Linked DNA regions of Anas platyrhynchos: region 2 is linked to region 1. A link is a contact called in public Hi-C data. All regions are on one chromosome and are shown on one strand. The core of a region is the stretch at or near the end of the contact, and the rest is flanking DNA. Distances in the headings are between cores, read along the strand shown.

What was found. A called contact is a pair of places that touch in the nucleus more often than the background predicts.
Region 2: a contact with region 1 is called in a Hi-C map of subcutaneous adipose tissue, with 3 times the contacts expected there. The contact joins two enhancer-like sites. A contact is called at or near these places in 3 of 8 Hi-C or Micro-C datasets (liver, skeletal muscle and subcutaneous adipose tissue).

What each region holds. Positions count from the first base shown.
Region 1 is chr3:41,617,783-41,620,482 of IASCAAS_PekinDuck_T2T, reverse strand. No RefSeq gene overlaps it. Among named protein-coding and RNA genes, the nearest start is that of TRNAM-CAU, 230 kb to the left of the region's middle. Within about 2 kb of position 1,377, at least 1 of the 8 cell types and tissues checked has an H3K27ac peak or open chromatin away from gene starts, as enhancers often do.
Region 2 is chr3:41,889,257-41,891,956 of IASCAAS_PekinDuck_T2T, reverse strand. No RefSeq gene overlaps it. Among named protein-coding and RNA genes, the nearest start is that of TRNAI-UAU, 15 kb to the left of the region's middle. Within about 2 kb of position 1,371, at least 5 of the 8 cell types and tissues checked have an H3K27ac peak or open chromatin away from gene starts, as enhancers often do.

The sequences.
Region 1 (2,700 bases), core at 128-2,627:
TGTCATTTTTTTCAGATGACTTTCCTGACTCTTGGTTGGTCTGCAGACTTCTTTAATGACCTGTTGCTGCAGTGCCACTTCCTGTTTGTACAATATGTTGACATTTGAAAGACTGCCCTGTCTTCCCTGTAATTGATATTAAATATATATATACATATTATACATTTATATGTATGTAGGAACACTCCTGACAGGAAATGGGTAGGGTTGCAGGAGGCTTCAGCTTTAGCTATTGGAGCCATCCACTGGGTAGGGAGAAGGAGCTTCCCAAAGTGATAGAAGGGGTGATTTGGGGATCTAAGCAGGGAGAAACAGCAGGATTTGGGTGCAAGGCATGTCAGCGCCTTTTCCCTGCACCCTACCGCTCCTTCAGGAGTGCTGGCTGTGACATTCCAGTTCATACTGTGTGAATGTACTTCAGCCATCCATCCTGGTGTGACTGCTCCTTGACTGTGCTGTGCAAGCAGAGCTCATGGGGCATGCAGTTGCTGAGTAGCCCCCATGAGGGCACACACGTACACACTCACTTCAGAGCTCAAGCTGCTGCTGCTGCTTTTTAAGCAGCTAAATGTATTCAGACTGAATGCCCCTCAGATCAAGGCAAGCAATGTGAAGTACAGTATTTCGAACTTGAGCGTAAATAATTGAAATTTTCAAAACTTGCAAGTTTAAAATACTTTATTATTATTATTTGACAAATTCTCATGCTGTTATATTTGTGTGTTTTCTGTCTCCATCCAAAGTTCCTTTATCTTTGTCTTTTTATTTCTTCATTTGCATTTTTTCTTCCCTTTATCTAAATACTCATTGCAAGTGTGTGTGTCTATACATTTTTACATACAAAAATCTGTAATGCTGGTGATCTGGCTTTAATTTCAGTGTGTTTCAAGATCAGAAGGTAGACAGCTCACTAATAGCTTCAGCAATGAAGTAGCTAAAATTCATAGTGTATGGATGGGTAAATAGGTGAGAGATTTTAATACCACATGCAGTCTACTCTGCTATGAAGTACAATCCAAACTCCTTTCTTTGCTCTGATAAATCTGGTTTTGTGCATATTCACAGAGATGGGTAACCTAGGCATGTACTGCCCTTTAATTCTACTTCATCTCTTCCTCACTCGTCACATGTCTTTAATCCATGTAGTGAGGACAGGCAAGTGCCAGATTCCTGGATGCGATTAAAAGGTCACATCCTTTTGCAGTAGTTGCTATTCCACTTCTAACCTGAGGATTGCAGGGGAGAGCAAGTCTTGAAATGTTCAAGGGCCTTTCCTTTTTTTTTTTTTTTATCTGAATCATCTGATGCACTGCTGTCTACAAAACTGTATTAAAGAAGAAACTCATTGCTTTGGAATGTTTTAGTATTGAAGTTACACTTGAACAGAAATATGTCATGATTTGCTGTGGGACTTTGTTTCCACATCCATCTGAGGTAGAAACTGAGGAAAAGGAGACATAAAAATGTGTAGGCCATTACTTGTACTATCTGGTTACTGAAGTGAAATTATGCTTGTGGTATATGGAGTAAATGATTCAAGCACCTAAAATGGTTCAGAGGGGTAGATTTATTTTTCTGTTGTAGGTAGCATCGAGAGAAGCCCTTGGTGGCAGTTGCTTTAGAGGAATAAACTGGAGAAGCTCAGAATATACTTGACTGGAGTAGTATATGTCTTTTCATGTCATATTTACTGCACTTTGAGACCGTAAAAAAGAATCAGTTCCTCTGCTGATGTCAGTTCTGCACCATGTCTATACCTAAACAGTACATTGTAGCTTTAAGCACACCCATTCTGGCACACTTCATAACTCCAAAATTCTTTGAGATGCAGTTTTTGTGTTGCTGGTTCCTTTCACGCAGACGATATTGCCAATTGTAGCTGTGGGCCTTTCAACACAGGAAGAAGAGATGGGTTTCCTATTGGGCTCCTGTCTGTGGAGCTCCTTAGTGGCTTGCAGGTTTCATCAGCCAGGAACTTAGCCTCTCTTCCAGGGAGCTGGTGGCTGTTTTAGTCTTTCCCTTGCTGATTTAAAGGTGCATTGAATTCCTGGTTCTGAGTGGTGAGGAATATAAATATTTAAGTCCCCGAAATATGACATTTTACTAGACCTAAATGTTACTTTTAGGTAATCTTTATAACACCCACTAACATCTTGTTTGTTTTTTAAAGTCTTGCTGCAGTAATGTTTTCCTTTGGAAAAAGTACTTGTATGGGAGAAACTTTTTTTTCCCTGGCTTAGCAAATTACTGAGAGAAGTCTTTACACCCAAGAAAACAATTAAACTTTTTTTTTTTTTCCTCAGCAGAAAGGCTGTCTTCTAACATTAAGGAAAAAAAAAAAAATACAGCTTCTAGAAGGAGGCTGGGTTAAATTTAATTTCCAGTGTCTTCCTGTGAGTTTTAAACTCTTTTCCTTGGAAGAGCTTTTTGCTGGTTGCTCGCTGAGGGGAGCAGAATCATGAGCGTGCTGCGGTGACAGGAGGAGATCTGACCATCTCCTCCCGGCGCTGCAGTGCGGGACGCTTGGGGAAGTCTGGGGACAGGCGGTCAGGGCAGTGGGACCATCAGCATCAGCCTCCCGGAGCACACCGGTGTCTTATCTAGCCAGAAAGCCGTGCGGCTTTGGACTTGAGCAAACGCTAGCAGCCCTTGGTGTGCGCCTCCGTTTTCAGAGCCTGCGACTGAATCCTTGGCAGGAAG
Region 2 (2,700 bases), core at 122-2,621, 270 kb before region 1:
AAGATGGTGAGCAGCACTGACTGTGGAGATTAGCTGAATTCAGCAGTTCCCTAAATCCCTGCTGCAGTGGACATAGCTGAGGTAGTAATTATTTTAAATGGTACTTATGCCATGGAGTGCGTATAACCAAATGTGGAGTACCAGTAGCTCAATGTTTATGGGTTATGTAGTCTCAGTGTGACAAAAATTGCCATCACTTTCCTCTTTGATGCTCTTAATGAATGAGTTGAGTTTTTTTTTTTTTTTTAACAGTAAGCTGTAACTCCTGAAGGCAGGGGGTTTGATCTTTTGTTTCCTAAATAACTTTTTTTCCGTAGAATGTATTTTGTAGTTGCCTGTGCTTCCTGAACATGAGTTAAGTGTTCTTCATTTACATGTTCAATAAAACAGCATAAAAGATGTGTTTTCACGTGTTACTGCTCTGTAACAGTTATTTGCATATCGTGTACATTTTAGAAGGAACCTATTCAAATTGCTATGTAAACCTTACAGAAAGACTCCCTTGGGCTCTGTTGTTTGCTTTCATAGGGCAGATAATTTAAGAATTGTTTCTTTTTAAAGGATTAACAGCTTTAAGAAAGTGCTTTCTAAAGAGTTGCTTTTGTTTTCAAAGTGGGACAAAGTCAGTTGGCAGACCAGCTTTCAAAGCATCTCAGTCCTTTGGAACTTGTAGTCTAACATTTGCCTAAAGAAATGATTTCCTGGCCCGTACAGACAGTATTTCTTTTTGAGTAAAAGGCCTCTGAAAGCCTGCTAGGAAGACTCCCCAACATTTGGAAAAAGAAGAGATCCTTATAGCTGCTAAAAGCTTTATGAGCTGGGCTAGGAATGCTGCATATTTTACATGCTGAAATCGGATAAATATGCTTGCAGAACTTGTGATCTATTTAATCTTTCCAGAGAGTAAATTGTGGTGTTCTGAGATTTTGTTGTCGTTGTGTGGTGAGTTGTGTGTAGTCATTTTGATAGAGCTGTGCAAGGACATGAGGGGAAAAAAACACTATACATAGTAACATCTGTCTCAGAGCTGGGCTGCTACAGGTGGTAAAAACAGACCAGTTTTTGGGTACCCAAGCCCAGGCACCTATGTTTATGTGTGTGGGGGCCAGCATTGGGCTACAAACCTAAGTACAAAGAGAGAACAGGACTGCTTATATCAGCCCTGTCAGAAGGGAGTCTTGTACCTCTGGGACAGCGGCCATGCTTAGGATGGTGGAGGTGGTAGTGAGGAGGCAGCTATTTCTGTTTGAGAAAGGGCTCTGAAACATGAAAAGCTGCAGAGCTTCTGTTTGGGAGTAGGGGAGAGGCTTGGTGTGGAAAAGCAGAGGAGGAATGCCCCCCTCTATCGAGTGTGATGTGTGGTATCCAGTGCAGCCGTGACTTCTGCCTTACAGGACTACTGCTTGATGTGACAGCATGAAGTCACCATGTTATATAATGTATGAATCGGGTATTTCCTCATTCCATGAGGAAACAAAGGATTTTGAAACATTGATATTCAACTCTTCAGTTTGGTGAAATCAAAGAAATGACTTAGCTTGTTTGGTTTGCAGCAAGAAAATGGTAATGATCATTGCTGGTGGAAGGGTCTGGTCATGACTCAGTGGTGCTGCATATGTGGCTGATGGTCTCCAGTTCACTGAGTGAATGATGAAGCATAGTAGTCTTCCATTTCTCAGATGGGAAGAGGGATAATTGCATGGCAAGGATCAAGTTTTAAGGTTTAGCTTTCAGCTAAAGCAGTAGCTCAAACTTGATTCTCTGTGGTCCTTCTCATCTTATCTGTGAACACTTTGTGTTTGTTGGCTCTATTTTCTTGCTGCTGTAACATCCCACAAATATTTAAAGGATTCATCTATAACATCCCTCCGAAATGAAGACATAATATCCTCTTCCTACAGATAAGGAACAAAAGCAAAAGGATCTGTGTCTCCTTGGAGTTGGATATTTAGCATATTTAACTTCTCTGGGCAAGAACAGAACAAGCATACAGTATTTGCTTCTATGTAGGATTTTTTAATATTTAAATTTTAAAATCTTTCATTTTTATGTTGAAGGCTGCAGTTGTTCATAAAAGTTGCAGTGGGAATAAGAACAGTAAAAAAAAAAAAACTTATCACTGAAGACACATGCCTTTTTGAAGTTGTACTTGGACGACTATTTACTTGCATCCTCTGGAACATCCCATTAACCAGCAGGATAGTGTCTTTATGACTCAGCTCCTAAATGAGAAAATTTTTCTCCATTGTGTAGCATGATAGTACAGAGCATGTATTTAAAGTGAATTGCTCGGGAATTTGTTTAGACCTCTGTTTCAATGTGGTATTTTGAATGTCTAGGCTGTTTGTTTTGAAGTCTAATAAAGCCACGTGTTTCACCTGAATTCAGGCAATACAAAACTCTTATTAGGATTTTGCAGAAATATGATACTATACCTACACTTATCCTTGTAGGATATGGGAAATTCAAAACTACTTTTAAACAGATAAATTATACATTGAGATGTTGAATTCATGATGTCTAATATTTTCTGTGGCTCCTCTCATATTTTAATATCTGGAGTAGCAACAGAGTAATTATACTACTTTAACCCCTTATTGCTATTCATGCCTATATTCCTTTTTCATATACATGGAATTTTAGGCTGCTGCTATCTGATAGCTGCTTGTGATAGCACCCAGTTCGCCCTTCCTTTTGAGA